Regions from separate parts of the Hordeum vulgare genome. Here region 1 is linked to region 2. The links are chromatin contacts, called in public Hi-C maps. All regions are on one chromosome and are shown on one strand. Each heading gives the region's core, a stretch centred on a gene start, on an enhancer-like site or on the middle of the called end of the contact. The rest is flanking DNA. Distances are from core to core; before and after follow the strand shown.

Region 1 (4,397 bases), core at 1,312-3,811, 530 kb after region 2:
GTTCTGTATTTTCAAAAAATTATCGGGTTTTTTGAAAAAATGGATTTCCAATAATTGTTGTTCAAATTCAAAAAATGTTTTTTCTTATAGAAAAATGTTCTAAATTATATATATTTGTGTTTTTTAAAAAACATTCATAACTTCAAAAAATGTTCGGAATTGCCCAAAAATATTGTGTATTTTAACAAAATGTTCGATATTTTCAGAAATTGTCTTCTATTGTCTGATAATGTTCGCAATATCAAAATTCTGTTCAGTTTCTTAACTAAGGTTGTTTTCAGAAATTGCTCTTAAATTTCTAAAGCACAATTTATATTCCAAAAAATGTTCTTGCTTTCAGAAAAGGTTCTAAATTTCTAAATTTATTGTTTTCCAAACTTTTTCATAAATTCAATAATATTCTGAATTTTGAAATGAACTTCAAATTTGTATAATATTTTTCCTTCCAATACGAAAAGAAAATAAAAAAGAAATAAAAAACGAACAAGAAAAGAAAAGAAATATGCAGAAAAGAAGAAGAAAAAAAAAATATTAGATTTTTCTGAGACAAAAAGAATAATCTGGCCGGCCCAGTTGGGACGAGCCCCTGTGCGTTGCAGCGCTTCCCTCCCGCAAAATGCTGCAGGTAGGAGCTCCCGAATCAGGATTCTTTTCTCAACACATAAAAAACTTGAATCGGGATTCTTTTCAAAAAGAAAAACTGGAATCGGAATATAGGTAACATGTAAGACCTGACGGAGACAATGACGCGCCTAATAGGGTTTATTGTAGCTAGCCTCACCGCGGTGCTCGTAATTGGCCGGCCCGGGGTGCGAGTCAGCCTGTTATTTGGTTCACATTGGCTTGTGTCCGTTTGATTTTGAATTTTGTTTATATATATTTGTTAGTATTGTAAATAGTTTTTAGCAAATATATAATTAAATTTAAAATGGTCATCGTGCATTCGAAAAATGTTCAGTTAGTGTAGAAATTATTCGCGTGATTTCTAGAAAATATTTATATATTTCAGAAAAAATATCACATTCAAAACATTTGACGTGTTAAAAAGGAGTTCCGTGATATTTTCTAAAAAAACTATTCAGTGTAAAATTAGATTATTTAAGAAAAAAATTATAACATTCAAAAACAATCCATGAGATTTAAAAAGCATCATAATACTTAAAATGTTCATTACACTAAAAATTCGTGTGTCAAGAATAAGTTTATAATTTATTAAAAATTGTGTACTCGATGTAAATTTCACGTAATTTCCAAATAATATTTGTAATTTAGAAAACTATAAGACATTTTAAAATATCAGGACACTTAGAAAATGTTTCACACATTATAAAAATATATTCATAGGTTTTGTAAAAAATTATCAGTGTGTGTTTACAGAATTATCACCGGGGGTATTAAATTGTTCCATGTGCAACCGAAACTTGTTTAACCCTTGTATTAAAAGATGACTAATGTCTATTGACAAATGATGAACATGTATTTCAAAACCGTTCAACGTATATCTAAAAACTGTTTAGCATGTATGCGGGAGCGCCAGAGGCTGAGTCGTCTTTCTTTATAAAGACAAGATTTATATAGCCATTATGTAGCAAGGATGTCTTTGCTCGTTCGGAAGAAAGAGGGAGTAAGGATTAAACAAAATTTCAGCTCGTGGCCTTCTCAGTTCGAACTCACGGTCGATGGTGGTGTTTTGTTTTTCTAAACACAGTATAATTAAAGTCGCTCACATATATGGGCATATACTTATCTATATAAATGCACACACCCACACCCAACTCATATAAGCATTCCTGAGAGATCAAACCGATACATCCTCTTAAAATTGACGAAGTCACCACAGACTCCTTCGTAGTTGACAGAAATGTCTCCTTTCATTACTGAACGCACATCACCGGAATGTCTGAAATAAATGCAGAAAAATATGAGCACATCAATGTCAAGTCCTTGACTTATGGTGAACATGAGATACCACCATCTTTTTAACTATCCAGCCACGGGTTGATTTGCGTCGCTGGTGGTTTTGTGTACGCTTACACGGTGGCCGTTCTCACAGCTCTTGCTTTCATCCACCCAACCATGAGCGGTCTAGATCATGACAAGCTTGAATCTTTTTGGAACGTTCCGAACTGCTGCTAGCCGGCCGGGCAGTAGCGGTCGGCCGCGGAGCTTTCAGCGTGTGGAAAACGGCAAGCCGAACCGCCAAGGCATGCCCCGGAGGATGACCATGTTAAATGAAGGACAAGGACATGGCGCGAGAATAGTCAATGACAAGTCGAGCTAGCATCATTCATGTGACATCCATCCAATCCAAGGGTGTGGTCTGTATGTCTTGGTGATGCAAGTCGATTGCATGGCTACCACTGTGTGCATGCATGTTCATCCATGGCAACCAACCGGTCCGATCCGATGACCGTGGTGCGAATTCGATGACCATATGATTTAGTTAGCTGATGACCCACGAGAGAGAGAGAGAGAGAGCGGGCATGCATGCACTGATGCACGGAGGGAGGGAAGGAAGGATCAACGACCTCTCGAGCGGTTTCCCATTATTAAAGGAAGGCGAGTCCAAATCTAACCACTTTCCACTTTGGCCGAGGGCTGGACAGAAAGGGATCGAAGGGATGGAGCAGGATCTGACCTGACGAGGCCCTTTCACACACACACAAAGAGACACAGTGTGATGAGCTAGCTTTGCTTGGCTGCTCGATCGACCTTCCCTTTTGTAGACCTTGATGGCGTGCACTTGTGCTCACATCCGATGGCCGATCGAGGGCAAAGGTGAAACTAAAAAAGAGGTTAGTTTCGTGATGCGTAGATGTTTCTGAAGCCTGAAGGAAATACGCACACATCCACTGCGTGCCAGCCACCTCGCTGAGACCCGGGAGGGGAGGCACGCACGCTCCTACTCGATCGATCGGTAGAATATATCTACACGCCCATACCCATGAATAAACAAACCGAACCACAACAATACAGCGACGCGCACAGCTAGGGAGAAGAAAGGGAGCAGAGCGGAGTGGTAGCAGGTAGACGTCCCTAATTTCTTATCCGGCGAAAAACAAACAGCGGCGGCGCGCGGCGGCCTGCGCTGTGTTTCCGCCCGGTACGGCTGCAGGTTCTCGGCAGCGCTCTTCAGCGAGCGGGATGGGCAAAGATGCGGCCGCCGAGCATCTGCCTGCTCGGCCGGTGGTGTCACGGTCTCGGGAAAGCAACGGCCACCAGACGCGCGCGCCCGTGCCACTGCCCGCCGGACGAGCCGGAGCTTGCATGGCTGTGGATAGATAGGGCGCCGCGTGCGTGCGAGTGTGACAAGAAGAAGGTGATCGATGTGCATCGCCGTCGCGGTCGCACAGCTAGCCCTGCTCGTGACCTCCCTCTGACTTGTGCGCTCGCCGCCGTCATCCCGTGGCCTCCTCTGCTAGTCGACCTTCCTTTGTCGCCGTCTCAATTCATAGCCGGAAAGTAACAAATAACCCCCACATGCAAATTCCTTCATCCAACGCAGTCTGTGACTCCAGCCAACAATTACTTCAGGGCCGGGTAACTGCATGCCAACCACTCCCGCCAACAATTAATCAGAGCCATGCATTCAGCTAGCTGCTTGCGGGAATTGTTGCCGGATTAGTGGCGGTGTTCTTCCTTCTCATCCAGATCCAGTGCAGGTGCTCCTTCTCATCCAGCCGCTTCGGGTAACACCCCCGTTGCTTTTGGAGGCAGGATAAGACGATCCATGACGGGTGCTACGCGCGTAAGAGACCTATCAATCAATCAATCAATCGATCAACAATCGTGTAAGCTGGGTAAGTAAATTACCAGTGCGAGTTCGTTATTATCTACTAGTGTAGTGTGCAACGTGTGGCGTCCAAGTCGCGTAACGATGCTCGGCAATAACCCCAGTCTAGTGGCAATCAGCTGGCTAGCGTGATGGTTACTACCACCACCTTTTCCTGTTAGCTAAAGCGCGCTGCCTATACTATACTATAATACAAGACCTAACTGAACCCCGCATGCACAATCATGGTAAGTACGTGTTGGTGCCGCTGGTCCTGTGTGCATCAAGTGGTTCGTTCAGTTGGGCCTCGCTCCGGCCGTCACTTTCACTCGTCAACTGGCGTGTTCGATGCCTAGCTAGATCGACCACACTGGCTAGCTGGGTAGTAGTAGCTTAGTTGATGCCCATGATTGTACCACTTTGAATTTCGGGGTGTTTTTTGATTGAATGGCGGTGGTGGCATGCTATGATAACGATCGTCATCAAGGTGCATCCATCCATAGATCGTATCTGAACCATGCATGCTGGTCTGGACGCCTGGTTGTAGATTTAAATTCAGAAATAAATTCAACAACAGACTATACATATGATTCAGAAACAAACACGAGCATCAAAATCATATTGA
Region 2 (4,151 bases), core at 548-3,047:
CTGAAAAAAAATACATAGATGAAAGTATAATGCATAAGTGTTTAAATTTTTAGAAATAAATACTCCCTCCGTTCCTAAATATAAGTCTTTTAAGATATTTTACTAGTAGTCTACATACGGAGCAAAATGAGTGAATCTACATTCTAAAGTATGTCTATATACATCCGTATGTAGTCCAGTAATGAAACTTTTTTAAAGACTTATATTTAGGAACAGAGGGAGTACGTTCAAATGAGGGCTATGCAAAAAGACAAATCTAAGGCATTTTAACGCATGATAGTATTCATCCTTCCGGACCATGAATTTGTCTTTTTTGTACAGGTTGCGTTCCAAAGTATTTCGGCCTGAAATTTCACACACACACACGAATCACACCCTTGTTTAGTTGTACAGTTTTTTTTAGACTTTTAAAAACCAAAAATTTCGAATTTTGTATTTTTTTCAAAAATTCCAGCCTCCATGGAGGCCGGGTGCCAAAACGCCATTCTCATGAGCTACCCGCAATCTAGAATAAGTACAAAAATGAGCTAAACCAGACAAGCCAAACTATGGTGCAATCAAAAGTTATTAAGAATGAACTAACTCGATTAGCTAGTTTAATAGAAGAAGAAATTCTGAACAGAGGAGACCAAAATTGATATGGTCAAGCAGCACTCAGGGAAAACAGATAAGGGGAAACCAAAAATATGACCATGCCATTTCCCTTTTAGAAAACCTTGCAAGCATGGCAGAATCCTACATCCTTCGGCACATGCTACCCCTAGGTAGCTTCAATACAACTGTACTGGAAATGTTTTCTTTTAATAGGATGGCTCAATGTTGACCTGGGATAAAAGACGGCTCAAGGTTGTTCTGAAAAAAGTTGGCTTGGGGTTGTTCTTCAAAAAAAGATGGGTCAAGGTTGTTCTTCAAAAACAGAAGTTTCAGGCTACCGCCGTTTCATATTCAATTGTCCTATATAGAAAGGGTGGTTCATGCTAAACAAAATGCATTTCACTGCAACCCCAATCCTACGAGATGACTGCTCTCAATCTCTAACATCAACTCGCCATCATATAATGTTCCCTACTCAGAGTTCATCCTCGAGTCGCTACACTCTGACTGAAAGCATGCCTAATTCAAGATACAGCCAGCAGTCACTCCAATCCAAGTTCCCACTTCATCTCCTTCCAGATCAATTTCATGCAGAGAACCTTACAAGATTACATGCGAAGATGGTATAGTACTCTGAAACTTAAGAACCGTTGTTCAGTACAAGAGCCAGATGTCTGAACTTATTCCCCAAACAGAGTAACATGGACACACGACCACCGCCATGCCATCCTTACGAGTACAAAGTAGCAGGGATCCAGGAGAAAGCTTACCCTCAGAAATCGGAGCAGCGGCCGCCGCGCTCCCAGTCGCCGTAGCGGGTGGGCTCGGGCCCGCGCGGGCCGCCGATCTCGCCCGTGGCCTCGTTTATGTCCAGGCCGCCGTCATCCTCCTCCGCAGCCTTCGTGGCGCCGGAACCACCACCGCCCTGCGCCTCGTCTGCCTCCTTCACGGCGCTCTGGGCTTCGCCCTTCTGGGCCGCAGCGGCCGGCGGCTGATCCGCGGGGGAGGCGGAGCTGGAGAACGCGGAGCGGAGGAGCGGCGAGGGGGCCGGCTTGGAGAGGCGGGAGAGAGCGGGGGCGGACGCGGAGGCGAGCCGGCGGAGGTGGTGGTTGGCCGCCATGGTTTTGGTCTGGCCTGCGTTGCTTGAGTCGAGATCGCGGCGTGTGCTCGCCGGGTCAGAAGACGGCTCGTGCGCTCGGGGGCGGTGCGCCCGTGCGCGGTGCCCACGCTGGCCACGTCGCGTACGGGCTGGCCTCGTGCATACACCAGTTCGGCCCAGGTAGAGATTGTACTGGCTCAGGTATGCTCGAAATCACTAATGGTAGAGTTTTTTATTCAAAGGTCCCTCCCATATTTTCAGGTTGGCGTACTGCATCCGTGTTACTTATTATAACCTGCAAATTTTATTTATTTCATAGATTTATTACTTCTAAACATTTTATCTCATAGATTGTGCTTTCAAATCTTGAATCGTTTTCACCATTGAATTTCTGGCTTCGAGATATTGAAAAATAGATGTCATGTTGATAGGTTTTGACTAACTTTCTTTTTCAGAAAAAAAATCAAACGAAAAAATGTTCCTCTTGAGTTTTTTTCGTTTTCGAAAGAGACACGGCCATGCCTCTTGCAGAAGCAAATCCGCGTCTTCCGGAAAAAATGCATTTTTTTATTTTCGCGAGAGGCATGGAAGCAAAATTGTGCTTCTCGAGAAAGAAAACAAATGTGTTTATTCGTTTTCGTGAGGCACGTTCGTGCCTCTCACGGAAGCAAATCTGTGTCTCCTGCTAAAGCAAACTTATGCTTCTCGAGAAAGAAAAAAGAAAGAAAACTTTTTTTTTTGTTTCGAGAGGCATGCCCGTGCCTCCTACAGAACCAAAACCATGACTCTCGAGAACAAAAATGTATTTCTCACGCAATTTTTAATTTTTTGTTTGTACAAAAGCTAAGAAAGTCCTATGAAAAATCAAAACACCGACAAAATACAAAAAACCCATCTGAAAAGCCAAAAACAGGAGCAAAAATTAAAAAATATATAAATTTGAAGGAAGCTCCCATAAGGCGACACATGACGATGACTAAGAACGCACCATGACCCTTGGAAGGCCCTCGAAGGAGCGCTCCTTAGATGGTTGCTCCTAGGTATGTCTCGCTTGTCTTCAAAAAAGGTTGTGTCTCTCTTATTGATTCTGAGAGAGCGAGACATGGTTCCATTCGACTCCCTAAAAAACCTCCATTGGATTGGTAGAAAAGGGGCTCCATTGGACCCTTATAAAAAGGATCGTGCTAGGCGCCGGCCGACCGAGCGAAAAGCCCAGCTAGTCACGCGTAAGCCCTCTAATCTCGCTCCCCTAGCTTATGGATGCTTCCTTTCCCAATCACGATCTTCCCTCGTTTGGTCAACACACGAAAAAAATCCTCGAGTCTGTGGCCCCGAACGATGCAAGCGCCCATGCCCTCCGGCCATCACGTGTGCGTTTCCAGTGAGGGCAGCAGTCTCCTGCTTCCCTCATCTTCAACGCTGTTCATCACACCTCCTGCATCATAGCACCATATGCGACTTAAGGCCGCCGCTCGTTTGTCGCGACCCTCCCTATTGTAGCAAGTAGGAATGCCGCCCGCCTCATCTCCTCCTCCTCATGCTTCATTCGCGGCATCGGCCGATCGCAAGGTGCAATGTCCCCCAACGTCTATTTCAGCATGGTCACGGTTGTAGCTTCCGCGGTAACCGGCGTAACTTTTTCTGATTTTCCATGAATGGTGGCCACGAGTCATCGACCTGAATGGCTATAGCGATTTCCGTCGCCGATTGTATCACAATCCGACAATAGTTGAAACAATATTGTCACCGTTGCCATCGCGGGACGCATCGTCAAGGTGGATGGTTGTAACAATTCTCGTAACTGGTTGTAGCAAAAGCCAAAAAATATTATATCAAAATTTTAATAATACATTAATACATTTTTAACATTTCTGAAATATATATTTTAATCTCTAACTTTTTCGTATAAGGATTACATTCTTATATTCTTAAGGAACGTTTTCTTTACAGGTGTAACATTTTTCAATTACATGATTTTCCTTTTTGCAAATATAAGTTTTCTATATGTACTTTTTTATACACATTTGTCAATTCTTTTTATAAATGAAGAATATCATTTTCTACATGTTTAACATTTTCGAAATACATGATTAGCAAATTTTGTAACGTCACATACATTTTTACCGGAACCCGTGAACTTTTGTATATACATAACGTACATATTTTATATAAATAATGAAAAATATTATGCTGGTTTAGCTTTTTCTAAATACTCTGTAAAAATATGTGCTTTTTATTTCTGTTTTTTCATATAGTTTTCTACATTTTTTGTACATATTTAACATTTGCAATACCTGACTAACATTTTTTTATAATGTCACGCAGATTATATGAAATGCGTTAAAGTGTTTTAAATGTCGCAATTTTCTTGATACTATCAACATTTTTATGAATTAAGCTAGCTGTTTTTTTTACATTGTGTTAACATTTTAAATTTCAGAACTTTTCAAAATAGTTT

Evidence for each region. Hi-C and Micro-C count contacts between places; a contact is called where the count stands out from the background.
Region 1: a contact with region 2 is called in a Hi-C map of seedling, with 2.9 times the contacts expected there. The contact joins the enhancer-like site here to the promoter of LOC123412796 in region 2. A contact is called at or near these places in 2 of 6 Hi-C or Micro-C datasets (leaf and seedling).

Annotation. Positions count from the first base shown.
Region 1 is chr7H:42,625,845-42,630,241 of MorexV3_pseudomolecules_assembly, forward strand. No RefSeq gene overlaps it. Among protein-coding and RNA genes, the nearest start is that of LOC123407176, 11 kb to the right of the region's middle. Within about 2 kb of position 2,562, at least 3 of the 3 cell types and tissues checked have open chromatin away from gene starts, as enhancers often do. A contact at or near this core is called in leaf and seedling, where this site is marked.
Region 2 is chr7H:42,095,309-42,099,459 of MorexV3_pseudomolecules_assembly, forward strand. LOC123412796 reads right to left here and starts at 1,798. Exons shown (of 1, transcript XM_045105739.1): 1 at 1,223-1,798. The coding sequence starts at 1,714. The coding sequence ends at 1,367.